Linked DNA regions of Anas platyrhynchos: region 2 is linked to region 1. The links are chromatin contacts, called in public Hi-C maps. All regions are on one chromosome and are shown on one strand. The core of a region is the stretch at or near the end of the contact, and the rest is flanking DNA. Distances in the headings are between cores, read along the strand shown. Region 1 holds the start of GLRX5 (glutaredoxin 5). Region 2 holds the start of DICER1 (dicer 1, ribonuclease III).

Region 1 (7,283 bases), core at 4,523-7,022:
TTAAATGGGGATGTCAGAAGCTGGTTTAAAACAAAAAATCTGAATTCCTCAGTGTAAACAGCAAAGACAGTGGAAATATAACATTCCACAAACTTAATATTAAAATTCACCACAAGTAACTACATTTGGCTCTCCTTGCTTCCACTCAGACTACAAATGCAGTTCTGCTATTTTGATTTCCCTCTGACTCGGCGGTCTGGAGTTACACTTTCATCTGTTCTGGTCTCTTTGCTTCTAGACATGCCAGCTTTGTGAAGCAGTTTGTGTCTGGTCTTTTAAGGGGCAGGAAACATGCTAGGCAAAATGATTCTTGTCTACCAGTGTTTAAAGTAGTTCTAGAAGTCCTTAATTTTACTTCCCTCCCTGGCACATGGACCTTATAGTAGCCTAGCATACAACTACAACAGAGCACAGATCAACTTTCTGCAATCAAGTGTCTTAAATTCAAGTACAGAGATAGAAAGTAGCTGCTCAGATGCACCTTCATCTCTTCAAGCTTCCCACAACTTGAAACAAAAATGAGTATCCAAACCAATTTCTCGACGAAGAGCCAAAGGGCTACTGATCGGGAAGGGAGCCCAAGGATGACTCAGATGCATGCTCTACTGCATTCTGCAGAACTGCACTACTATAAAAAAAAGTGATTTTAAATATCAGGGCTTTCTCCAGGCTGTTACTCATAGGATGCAATGTAAAAAAAAAAGAAACCGCTCATTTCTGCTCAAAGAAAACAGGCCTCTATATAAGCCCAGTGAGTGCTACAATTAAATATCACATCTTTTCAGTGCACTTTTTAAACCCTGTAATTCCATAGCTATGTCCAAGGAAGCGGCTAAACAGTGTGCCACTCATGCTTAGCCCTTTCTGTCCTACTCCCCTCTAGCTTGTTCATGGAAGAGCCTTTTTTTTTTTTAAACCTAAAGCTCTTCTACTCCTGATTTTACCCTGCACAGCTCCAGCAGTACCACCATAAACCCTCTACAGGGGTTTATGGAAGCAGACCCTAGCCCAATCCACAAAAAAAATTCAAAACCCAGGGACAATACCACAGTGGGAAAAAGTAAGCTTGGTTTAGTTTGCACATATACAAGGAACGTTCCCAGAACAGCACATTGCAGGCAAACATGGGCAAGTTTCCAGGCACACTTCTTTCAGAGAGTTCTCAGGAAAGTCTCAAGCCTTCAAGTTCCGCACCACAGCTGTCTTCTGAGAATCACCGTATTTATCATTTACCTCATCCAAGTTTAGGTTCTTTAGTAGAACAAAGAATTGTTCAACACCCACAAGAAATTTCAGTCAAAATAATTCAAGCTGACAAAAATTCAAATCCACATGGAGATGTACACAAGTGAGGGAGATTTTTTTCTTCAAGTAATAGTGGAGCTAGATTTTTTTTATAATGCCATTGATCATATTGGCTCATTTTAGTTTCTCATTTAAGCCTCACTTTCTTCATTCCTGCAATGTCCCTTCTGCACTGCCACAAATGTATACAGCTGAGAAGTAGCCTCAGCATTTCCAGAGCTGAGAATTACCCTCAATTACAGAAGTGAGCTTATTTATGCTACATCTAACAAAGTTACATTGCTAACAGTAACAACTGAAGACAAATGTTTAAACAAAAAGCTTCCACACTCCTCAGAATTTAATACAGATTTGTCAAGCAAAGATTAAACAACAGCAATTCACATGATTTAGGCTCACAACACAGATTAGACTGCAGTTTTTCAAAAGGGAAGTTATAAGAACTCAAATCTGTTAGAACATGTAAACACATTCCTAGGAAAAAAAAGACTGAAGGGTGTGTAACAAAAAACAAATCTTTATTGAAATACCATAGCATCAAGTTTACATTGCTAAGAAAAACATACTTGAGATTCTCTATAAGAATTCCATGCAAACTGCAGAGTTGCACACAAATGTGCTGATGTGTGCAAAACACTTGAATTTTTATTTGGAGAAATTTCTCATACAGTTGAGATACCCATGTGATGACAGTTTTGGTAGCATCTGTCCTCTCCCATTGAAAAGATCATTTACCCACTGCAGTTGAGACATGTTTTTCTAACAGATACATTTTTTACGAGACAGAAAAGTACCTTGCTGTATTTTTTTTAAATTTGTATAGAAAGATTTTGTATAGGAATTGAAAAACAGATTTAATCACCCCAGGGGCAATAGGCATCCAGTTACTACAGCCTACCACTTTAGTGAAGTAACTCAGTTGAGGACCTTGGGCATTCAGCCCCGACCTGCCAGAGCCCCCTCGTGGACAGTAAAGACACGCACATCAGAGCTTTCCTTGCCTCTCTGCAGCTGCACATTCTCAAACCAAACCAAGCCAACAAAAGCACTCCTATCACAGTAGCTGTGCCATGAACATGCTCTAGGACTTTACTAGGGAACAAGAATTCCTTACAGGCAAAAGATGCCCTAGGGTTTTCCCATGCTTAGGAAAGACCAGAAGCCACTTCCAGCATTTTAAGTACATCACAATTTGTAAAGATTACCATACGTAGTTAAGCCTGATGCTCAGCGCCCAGGACCCTGTTCTTCAACACTGGTCAAAAGTGAACACAAAGAACAGGAGATACATGTATTAGAATCCCAGTCTCTAGCTTTCTATTGCTCAATTCCAAAAGCAGACTTAGCAGGAACTGACACAATCTTCATAAAGAGATGATCCATGTGGGCCCCTTCCAACTTGGGATGTTCTATGACTATCACTTTGTATCTAGCTTCAAGGTCTGCATTTAAGCTTGAACATTTTTCATCATTAAATGCCAGGCTCAAAGGTTTTTGCTTTGATTACCAGCATGACTTCTCCCTGCTAAAGGCATTCTTACCTTGATCCAAATCAACTCACCCAGATCACATAGATCATCCATTAAAACTGACTTATGTAACTTCATATATATTCTTTGCCTCTGTCAATCATGAAATGGACTGATGCATTTTAAAGCTAATGCAAACACCCTCTTTGGACTATCCTATGAATGCATAAATATGATTCAATTATTCATCTAGTTCAGAAACAAACTTGCTTATAGGTCTCTTGGTTAGATCCAGGACAAGTTAGATACACCTCAGATTGTAAAGTGTCCATTTCCCATGGAGCTTGAGTTTCTACAAGAAAAAAACATAGTATTTCAACAGTTCTGCTGTTTGTTAATAATCAGGAACTGTTCACAGCTGCTTCTTCAGCATTCACAATTTAAGCATGCCACACAGATTTTAACTGTGCAGGCCAGAACTGTAGGTACATTTTAAACATTCTTAATGCTCTCAGAATTTAGGATATGTTAATGCTGCCAGATGCTGCCCTGATTGTATGCCTCAAATTACTTACCTGACATGCAGAACAGGAGCTCAAACCATCCCAGTTAAAAAGCTTCAAAAGAAAAAAACTTAAGCAGAGCTCAACTATTTACACACATAAGGGGCTTCATTTCCAGACCCTGCAACAAGTCAGGAAGACAAGTATCTAACTTGGACATGAAGAAAAAGCTCTCTAATAGTATTTTTAGATGTGTGCTTGCATACTACATAAGCACATCAAACCACTGACTCATAACTACTGTTTTTGCTCAGCTGCAGAATGCCTGGAAGTAACCTTATTTGTGGCTGACCAATTAAGCCCTGCAGTTTGAATATCAACTCCTATTGCTCTTCTCAAAATGAGGTGATAATACATCTTCTAACAGGAAGATCAACAAAACATCAGCAGTCTCAAGGAAGTCCCATTAATATTTCTTCTGAACAGGTGATTTAAATCATTATCTGGAAAATATAAGAAGTTTCACTTAGACCAACAGCAAACTGAACCAGATAACAAATAGTTATTTCTGTTAGTACAGAGTACACAGGCTAATTGTTCAAGTCTTATCAGTAGCAAGAACTGTTTATTCCCTTACATGGTGCTGCATACTTTGCAATAAAAAAACATTTGACAGTACTGTTTTCTTTAAAATGCATTCTGTTAAGCTTAGCATTACCTCACATCACTACAACAAATAACTACGAGTTCAGGTACTTCTGTTTAACCAAGCACACAGACATTGCAGAAGCTTTTCAAAATTTATAGCAGTTTTTAAGTGTTCAGCAGAAGTTGCTCTATTTGCTAAACAATATCAGACTGCAAAATTGCTCTTACTGTTGATAGATCGATAATGACATGGGATGAGCCATTATCTCCGTGACAACAGAATGCGAGCTGTTAGAGGAACATTGCACATGTTGCTGCCACTACTCTTACAGGCATGCCTCGGCTTCCTCCCATCAGTGCTCTCTCTGCAAGCCTGGTCTGCCCAGAGTACCAGCAACCAAGGGCATCTCTTCGACTACAGAGGATTAAGCTGCAACTTAGAACTGGCTATGTCATTCCCAGGGGAACACGTCCTCACAAAGTCTTATGACACATGAGTTTGATGTCCTTACTCTACATTCTATTTATTAACCATCTGCTTGGAGAAACAGCTAAAAGAGTATACAGGAATGCAGATAGTATCAAGTTCCTTCAACTTATTATTTTTAATTGAAAGCTTTTAGTTAGCTTTAAGAGTAGAAGCTCTTTCTTTTCAATCAGTTTTTATTTATTTCCCTCTGGAATCTCCAGAAACAGAGTGGCAGGAGTGTTTCAGCTAGACTAAAGGCGTGAAAGTGTACCACTAAGCCTCTTACACTTAAGACTTAAGGCTCTGATTCTGTATAACATAACCATATGACAAAAACCTTTGTGGAATTTACTAGTTTTATCCAGCTCACACTGGATAGTAACACATACATAGTAAACAACCCTTCTGTGTTTTATGCATTACGATTAACAGGCAAGCATTGACTTCTCTGTCTAGATCAGAAGAAAATAAGGTGGCTGAAAAACATACTGCCATATATACAATATACTCCCAATATACAATGCTCATGTGCAGTACAATATGTGAACTTTGCCTTCAGATCCCTGTTAAGGATTTTTTCATAGCTTCACACACATCTGAAAGCTGCAGCAGTGCTCCATACACTGCAGGCACAGAACCCGCTGCCTTCTGCGCTGCAGCTGGCACTCCCGGAGGAGCTGAACAGCACGAGTTACTTGGGGAACTCCTTTTCTTAACGCCTACGAGTGGCCGTTAATACACCAGAAGTACAGGTGCCAGATCCATAACGTAAATTAACGGGAGATTAAAGGTGCATTTAGGCCTGTTATTTGCGAGCCGTGCTAATTCATTTCCCAGTAGCCAGGAAGGTTTCGCTGTACCTCTTCCACTCACCGCCCGGCCGCCGCTGAACTCTCCTGCACTGCGCTCCCAGCCCTCGGAGAGGCCTCAGGGGCTGCCCCGAGGCTCCTCGCAGACCGAGCTGCTGCCGGGCGCAGCCCCGAGCACCCGCGGCACAACCAGCGCCATGCCCGGCCCCACTCACAGCCCGCCCACCGCCAGCACCGGAAGCGGAAGAAGCTCCCCCTTCCGCCCTGCCCCTCTTAAGGCACCGCGCCGGGGGAGCCTGGCCAATGGCGGCAGGGAGTAGGCGGGGTTAACCCTCCGGGCGCGGATTGACGGGTGATTCTACCAATGGAGCTGCGGCAGCGCCGTCCGCTCCACAAATAGCCGCACAGCGCTGGTGGGCGGGACAAAGCCAGCTGGAGCTCCACGCTACTGGCTGTCAGCGTTGATTGACAGCTGCTATGCCTGTGAAAAGGCGTAGATCCCGTGCGACCTCTCCCCGTCTCTACCAATCAGCGAGTAACGGTGACTCTAGGCCGGCGCAGCGGGGCAGGGGCGGGCAGTTGGTGCGGGCGGTGGGGGCCGAGGCAGGATGAGCGGCTCGCTGCGCGCCGGCCTGCGCCTGGCCGGGGGCGGCTGGGCAGCGCGGGGCTGGGCCGGGCGGCGGCTGCTGAGCCAGGCGGCGGCCGAGGGCGGCGGGGCCGAGGGGGGCGGCTCGGGGTCGGGCACGGGGTCGCGGGAGGCGGTGGAGCGGCTGGTGCGGGCGCACCCGGTGGTGGTGTTCATGAAGGGCAGCCCCGAGCAGCCCCTCTGCGGCTTCAGCAACGCCGTGGTGCAGATCCTGCGGCTGCACGGCGTCGAGGACTACCGCGCACACGACGTGCTGCAGGACCCCGACCTCCGCCAAGGTCAGCGGGGCAGGCCGCGGGGGGGGGCTTTCAGGCTTTATTACGTGCTTAAACTTATTTGTCTTAGGGTTTACTAAAGCTATTTAAAAAAGAGAGAAATTAATCTGAAGTTCTACTGAAACAGACTAAAACCCTCGAAGTTGAACCATGTGTGTTTCTCTTGGTTCCATGAGCCCTCAGGCAGTGCTTCTGTCAGTGTGAATTTATTGGGATTTGCGTGCACAACCAGCTCTGTTTATTAGTGGGGATGCAGCCAGGCCTGGCTTGCTGTGTGGTGAGGTGAGTGCCAGAGCCAGCAGTAGGGATGGACCTTGGTGTGAGCAGCTAGGGAGGGACACATTGATCCCAGAGCTGGTGGGCTGTTACCTTGCTTCACTTACATTACCTGCTGCCCCCTAACCGGCCAGCCTATGCTTGTTCCTGTGGCTGGCGGCCTCTGACAGGAGAGGGCTGGGCTGCTGGAAGCTGTAGTTTGGTGGGTTGCCAAACGTGATCCAACAGCAACTGTCTGAAGGCCGTCTTCATCTCTCCTGACCTCAGGTGCTGAAAAGTCAGGTACCCAGCCTGTCATACTTCCCTGAGCAAGGAGAATACGGCATGTGAGCTGGTCACCAGCTATGCACTTAGCTGAGGATAACGTAAATGTTTGCGTATATTCCTCTTCACAGCACTGGTACTAAGAGTTGGCTGCTAGCAGAGATGGTCCTTCAGGTGTATTTGAAGTGCTGGTTGGTTTTCCTGGACCTAGTGGAACGTGGTATTTTGAGGTTGATATAATTCAGCTGAACTATAACCAACCTTGCTGAAGCTTGCCCTTTGCTGTAATAGGGCAAGTTGTAAAAACAGCTCCATACCTGTACTTTTCACCTAAAACCACTGTCAGTTCTGTAAAACTAGTTACTAGTGCTGCTGTCAAGTGATTTATTTACCTAAATGCGAGCTGAGAATATGTTTCTCTGACACAAATCCTTCATTACCAAAGCTGGTTAAGAGACCTTAATGTTCTCTCTTGGGCTGTGGTTCCACAACAATTCAGAGTTCTGAGTTGTTTCTGCCATAAGCGATCCTACTCTCAGCTGATACGCATGGTTGGGCTGGTTCAGATCTATAAGGTGGTAGAGAAGTTTGGGATTATGTACTGAGAAAGTAGTGGTTT
Region 2 (7,311 bases), core at 3,969-6,468, 190 kb before region 1:
AAAAAAAAAAAAACAAAAAACACCGAGGCTAAAACTCAGTTGTATTGAATACATTTGCTTTCCCTTATGTCCTCTTCCACAAAGAAAAACCTACTAGCTAGTGACCATGAAGCTGGCAAGGCAGACAAATTTGGCCACTCAGAAATACAAAACTTAAGTGAGGAACTAAGAGTCTCACTTGAGAATAATTATACTTGGTCATCTTTAACAATAAGGATGTTAGCGCAGAGATGATTGAACTTCTATAAAGCCAGAACAAGTCAGCTTAAATGTATCTAATTCTCCTAATGTACAAAGGAGGAATACAAACATCTAGTAACTGTCCTTGATTTAAGCACTTGAAAGTTAAACTCTGAGGATGGGCCAAAAAGAGAGAGATACCTGAATCTAGACCACTGCAGATCACCTCTAGAAGTTTCTAAGCATCAACTATGAAGCAGACTTGGATTGTTCACTTCTTCTTGAAGAAAGTACACAGCCAAAAGAGCCCGCAACAGTTACAAGAAAGCTGTAAGAAACTTGATCTAGAATACAGGTGAGGGAGGGAGGCTGTTGCAAATGAAAGAGAAACATGAATTGCAAAGTTAGCCAGCCCACACACGTTTGCATAGCCTAATCAGCTCAATGGAGTCAAACAAGTTAACTTCAGAAAACAACCTGTATTTGCCTCTCTTCCTATGGGGAACAGACATTTATGTTATCAGCAAGTAGGTCTAAAACTCCAGCCAGCTTTCATAAAGATTATTTTTTTTAATCATTAATTCTTGAATTTTCAAGGAGACAATGTTTACTGCTACCCAGTCAGGTTTTAGTATCTCTGCTGAGCAAACTCTACATGGGTTGACATTTTATCAGGAATAAGAGACTCCAAAAGAGAGACAGGCAATGGAAACCAGGTCTTAATTTTTAACAGTAAACGTTGGGGATTTTCTTGTGTACACAAATGGTAAAGAAAAAATAGAAAAGAAACAAGGACACTTGGTGATTCACAAAAATATTCTAAAAACCCACAATGCCGACTGAAATAGTCCCAACCTGTCCACCTCTATTCCCAGCAGCCATCCCACTGCATCTCAGACACAAACACATACTTATTTGGTGAACTCAGTTAAGGAACTGATCCTTTATGAATGACACAAAAAGATGCAAAACATGGGCAGGAACTGATTATTACACCTTACATGGCAGCGTTTGCAGTGCTACGTGATGGACATGAACAGAAAAAAGCAGAGCAAAGTTTTTCTACAAGACTCTTGAATTTGCAAGGATGAAGAGAATGATTTTGGTTCTATTGCCTTGGTCAGAAGGGACTAACCTGTCCCACTGGTCAGTCAAAAAAAAAAAAAAAAACAAAAAACTGCAGATTCATGTATATGCAGCTACATAAAATCCACAACAACAGGTACAAAAGACCCCAGGCTTCAGTAGTTGCAAGGAAAAAATGCAAGGAAAAGTTGGAGAATATTGCTCTTCCTTCTTTTCCCACCAGAGAAGGACATTTCAACGTCTCCAACATTCCTGCACAAAAGCTGTGTAACTGTGCAAATAAAATCACTAATGTTAGCTTCAGTTCTCCACTTCACAAGTCCAGACACCGCAGCAATTTAAAGGTAAGAAATATCAGGGAAAAATTCTTTAACTAACCCAGCCTGCAGTAAAGAGCAGAAATAACAACAGAGTTTGAGATACACTGTTTAAGTTCAAAGTTGAGTATCTGTGACATCAGAAGGTAAGGCATGGAAGAACTATCAAAACCAAGAGTTCACCTCACCTAACAGGGTATCAAAGCATACTTTAATAAAGTTGCATGCTGCTGTGTCCCATAGATTCCATCTGTTAGGTTATTTAATGGCATTCCTACACCTGCCCTTCCCCTCAAATGTTCAGCACAGCTTGAACACCAAAGCTTTGAATTCAAACCAAAGATTGCAGTAACTTCAGCTAAAAAGTGAAGTTTTAGTTTTTACTCTGTATCAGGATTCTCTTCTGACTTATCACAATCCATACAGAAGGCATGAAAGGCCGAAGGATGAAGAAAGAAGTCTGGATGGAGTGAAGAAAGCATCATTTTCCTTTACTTATTATTTGCCTTCAAGATAGCATGTTCAAAAAGCACATCACACACAATTATACAGAGGTCACTGCTCTGTACAGTACTACAATTACCCTTTTACTTAACTTAAAGGGAGCCACTTCTGAGGAAGGAAAGCTGGGAGTCAGAGGGTGTAAAATAATTTCTGTGCTATCAGTATGAAGAAATTACTACTGAAATACAAAGGTGATGGGACACAGATGGTCAGTAGCTACACAGTGAGCCATTACGACAGGAGGGAAGTGGAGCACAGCAGCCACCTCATTGCTCTGCCAGCAACCTATCAAGCTCCATATCCGCAGTTTGTACCACACCAACTGCACAAAAAAAAAAAAGAAAACTAGATTTTTCTCTCCAGTAATTATGAAATAATGGTATAACCCATGTCCAAATATGTTTTGATGCTTGATAGATTAGATTAGGCCATAAATAAAAGTAGTCTGTAGTCTTAGCACTACAATGCTCATCACTCTATAATGCTCGTCCCTAAGGGTACAATCCTTTCTAAAAATCTTCTTGAACTCTTGCTCTCACTCACATTCTACAGCTTACCCAAAGAGAAAATAAGTCAACTCCACGTTCACCATATCCATTTTACTAGGTTGCTCCTTGCTTTACTAAAAAGGATAAATATGCTTTTTTTTCCCCAGTAATTTGCATTCAGTTACAGATCAATGCACATACAGAAAGTGTACATGGGCAAAGCACCAGTACTCAAACTCTGTAATAAGGTGCACCTGAAGCAACTTTGTGTCAAGGAAAAAGGACCTCACAATTTTTTGAAACAGGAATTGTATAGAATACACAAAAGTGATGTTTTTTGTTTGTTTTTTTAAACTGTAGATTCTGCTTTTTTTCTTCCCCTAATCTAAAGGGCATTAAGATAGATCTCAGAAGCAAAGTATAACTCCTATAAAAAGGTTTGTATGCTATGTCAGATAAAGTATCTTTCCAGCTTGTTGGCCTCCTTCTGCCAGTATCCAATGGAGGACATATACAAAGGTGTATAATAGTAAGGGAAGCCTTGAATTTAACTTCACTGACCAGTCACCTTGATGTTTGCTGAGTCTGAGAAGATATTTCTGTGTTTGATAGTTTCTCCCTCTCCCCTACAACTTAACTGTTTCATTTTTCAAGTAAACTTTTGGCATTCCTAATATGATGCACCAGGTATTTTAGTTACCCATGATATAAAGCAGTGATTCCTTCCATTTGTTTTAAATCTGTAAACTACAGTAACCTTTCAAAAACTTTTTTTTTTTTTTCAAAAAGTTACTGCACAATGCCCCTTACCCCTCCTCTGGGGACTCTTTCCCCAGGTGAAAAGTCCTAGTCAACTTTACTGCTACCTTTTTTTTTTTTTTTTTTAGCCTAACACTGCCTTTTTGATGTAGAAGAGAGAGACAGGAAAGATCCCCAAACTGCATTTAGCATTAAATATATGGCCAAACAAGGAATTAAACTGTCATAATGATGCCAGTTTATTTTCATTTAATTCTTAATTCCAACTTTTAATAAACTTTTTGATTGGTGAGTACTGGGCTGACACTTGCACAGAACTGAAGTATCACCAAGACACTTTCATAAACAGCAGTAGCTAATTCACAGCTTGGCACTTCTGAATACAGAGGCATATACTTTTTAACCCAATGCATTAATAAATAATGAAGTAGCAGTCCAATGATTATATACACATAATCACCTTCCAGTTGCAAACTTCCAGGAATATCTCCAAACCTTTTGTAGTTATGAAGACTACAACATATCCTGGAGACACAGACAAGGGGAAGGTTGCTCTTCATTGCAAGATTTAGAACAACTGTGGCATATTAGAAATCATTCCAGTTTGTGTCTATGTCAACTGGTTACAAAAAAAAACCACCACACACTCAACTTACCAAAGATATACATGCAGCTTGCACTTCAACACAGCACCCAGAATGGTTTGTACAGCAAAACAAAAAGCATAAGGTAAGATAAAGAAAAGAGTGTCTAGAAAGTTATTCTGTTTTGATTTTCCTTTTTCTCTTGTTCCTTTAAAAGTGGTCATCACCATCAAACCTACAACTTGCAGCGCTTTAGCTCACAGCATAACTTGATGTCCAGTATCTTAATGTAAAGATTGCTGATATCTTGTGACCTGAAGTGCCAAACACGACTGCTGGTACCTCACAACGTAGAGTGCCAAACAACCTCCAGACTCTCAGTATTTGAAGTTTGCTGAACTGGTGATTTAGTTTTTGGAAATAACGATTTATGAGGGACGATAACACACCAAGAACCCCCCCAGATGTCAGTACCACCGCGCATTTCCTACTCCTTCACCCCTTTTTCCAGTTTTACCCCCGGCACCAACCAACCCCGGCGCAGAACTACGCCTTTTTCCCCTCCTGGCCTTTCTCAGCCCCACACCACGCGGCACCAGGCACGCCTTCGCCGCCCTGCCGCTACATTTTCCTCCTACAAGCGCTCGGGGAGGAGAGGAGCGGCGCGGGGCCGTGCTGCGGGCACAGCGCCTCACGCAGCGCCCCGGAGCGGCGCCCCCTGCCCCCCGTCCCCCTCACGCAGACAAAGCCGCGAGGGGCCGGAGCGCGGCCCCCGCCTCACGCACCCGCGGGGCCGGGCCGCGGCCGCCATCTCCTACCTGCCGTGACGGGAGGCGGCCCGGCGCGTCCCCCCGCTACAGGCCGCGTCTCATTGTGCCGCCGCCGCCGCCATTTGCCCGCCGCCGCCGCGCTGCCCCCGGCTGTCAGGTTCCTCCATTCACCTGGGCCCCCGCGCGGCCGCCTCCCCCTGCCTGCCCCCCCCCCCTTCCTTACGCCGCCGGCCCTACGCAAACGGAGCACCTCCCCCGGCCCTCCCGCCCATACCAACGGGGGCCGCCCAACGCCCGCGACGCAAGCCCGCTCCGAGAATTCCGCCCTGCGCAGCTCGCACGCTCCCCATCGCCGCGCTGTGAAAGGAGCCGCGCGATTGGCGGCGGGAGGCGGGTAAAAGGTGAAAGGTTCACCGACCGGCCAATCCGCTCGCGGGACACGGCAGCTGCCGGGGAGCCGCCGGGTGGTCCCGGCGCTCACGTGTGTGTGCCCTCCCCTCCCCCCGCCGGAGCGCCGCGAGGCTCTCGGACCCGGCTGCTCCGCCCCCCCCTCCCCGCTCCTGCCTTGCGCATGCGCGCGGGCGGGGCTCGCGCGCGCGGGAGGCGGTGGCGCAGCGCTGAGGCGAAGGGCGGCAGCCGCCATTTTGGCGGGGTTGGAGGCGGCTGGGGTCGCGCTGTGGTGTTGGGGTTGTAGGGTAGGGAGGTGGTGAGGCCGCCTGCAGGGCACTGCTCTTTCCTCTGGGGCAGGAGTGGTCTTGAAGAGTTGAATGTCACTCAACAGGAGGCAAAAAGCAGTCCTTGATGACTTCGATCAGTCTCAGGGCACAGCAGCGCTTCACCTCCAGTGCTTCTGTGTAGTGAAATTCCACTTATCCATACACACAGGTGGTCAGAGTGTCCTTTCTGCTCATCAGGGAGCTGGCACCGACAGCCCTTGCTGGTGCTAGGCCAGAATGGAGAAGAAGAGAAAGGGCCACTGGAGGCAATTGGGTCCATCTGTGCTCCCTCAGCAGCATCTCCTTTTGCCATTGCTTGGGACAGTGTTGACTAGCTGTACCATTGGTCTCCAGTCTCTTGTCAGCACTCACTTGAGTGACATTACAAGCTACAACTATATTTAAAAAAAAAAAAAAAAAATCTTTTGGATGAAACAGCTGATCTAGGGTAAATGGGGTAAATAGGGTAAATGAAAAATTAATAATGCTTGGTGCACAGACAGGAATGCAATTTCTCTTGCACCTCATGCTGCTGTTTTCCAGCTTTTATTTCTTTGTCACAATTGACGTCAATAGCTTCAAGTCCTTGGAAAACTGAGAGGGAAATTGCAAGATAATACAAAGCCTTGAATCTACCTAACTTACCTAAACAGGGCTGCAGTGCAACAAGACTGCCAAATATTACCTGATGTAGCGAAATGTTTGGTTGTAAGTGTGAGGAACTGGTCAGTAAGGTAGGGCACAGGATTGAAATGTATTGCTTGAGCGGAACTAGCTCATTGGAGTTTCCTTACTGTTCATTGTAATTTCAAATACCATGATTATTTTAATTTCCTAGTGCCCACCTCCCATGGCATCATCTGCCAACACCATTCTCTTGGTGACTGGTGAGAAGACTGAACCTTCTTCACAGAGATGAAGCTAATAATCAAGCCTCCAGGCTTGATTACGGCATGACTTAGATCCATAGCTGCAGCCCAGGCCAGAGAGATGCATCGGACAAATAATCATAGAATCACAGAATCATTAAGGGTGGAAGAGACCTCCAAGATCACCTGGTCCAACCATCATCCTACCACCAATGTCACCCACTAACCCATGTCCCTAGGCACCACGTCCAACCTTTCCTTGAACACCCCCAGGGATGGTGATTCCACCACCCCCCTGAGCAACCTGTTCCAATGCCTGACAGCTCTTTCTGAGGAGAAATGTCTCCTCATTTCCAACCTGAACCTCCCCTGGCGCAACTGGAAGCCATTCCTTCTAGTCCTATCACCAGTTACCTGTGAGAAGAAGCTGACCCCCAGCTCCCCATACCTTCCTTTCAGGTAGCCATAGAGAGGATAACTCTTGTACATTCAAATGTGGAGTTTGAAAGTTCCTCGGCCTAATGTAAATTGAAGTAGATAACAGAGAGCTGAAATGCAGTAATCACATCCCATTTTTGTCTGATCTTATCCCCACATAAATGGCAGTCATCAGTTACTGTAGGGTTGGAGCACAAAATTGCAGCTTCACTCTTGAACAGCTGTGTCTGAAAGTGACCTTGAAAAAGCTGTATCTGGCTCACTGACAAGCCTCTACCTGCTCAACACGTTGTGCTCACCCTTTGCAGTTCCAGTCAATGTTTTCAATGTCAACACCAGCTGTTAAGATTGTCCTGGTGCTGTCCATGGATTTAATAGCTCAACTTTTTTACCTTGGTGCCCTCTTCTCGGGGTTCATTTACATTATCAACAAATGAATTGTTGACCAACAAGAGAGGTTTTGGTGGTTGCTGTTTTATCTTCTGAGCATGGTAAAAAGAACCGTGCCAAAGATGGAAGTAAACAGTGCAAATCTTTACTGACAACAGCAACAGTTTGAGACTTGGTCACATTTTGTCTGCTAAATGCAAAATTCAGCTT

What was found. Hi-C and Micro-C count contacts between places; a contact is called where the count stands out from the background.
Region 2: a Hi-C map of subcutaneous adipose tissue shows a contact between it and region 1, with 2.6 times the contacts expected there. The contact joins the promoter of DICER1 here to the promoter of GLRX5 in region 1. A contact is called at or near these places in 2 of 8 Hi-C or Micro-C datasets (liver and subcutaneous adipose tissue).

What each region holds. Positions count from the first base shown.
Region 1 is chr5:15,198,120-15,205,402 of IASCAAS_PekinDuck_T2T, reverse strand. GLRX5 (glutaredoxin 5) reads left to right here and starts at 5,772. Exons shown (of 2, transcript XM_027459380.3): 1 at 5,772-6,127. The coding sequence starts at 5,812. It also overlaps LOC113843923.
Region 2 is chr5:15,387,816-15,395,126 of IASCAAS_PekinDuck_T2T, reverse strand. It overlaps DICER1 (dicer 1, ribonuclease III), which reads right to left and starts at 5,218. Exons shown (of 29, transcript XM_072038339.1): 1 at 5,107-5,218.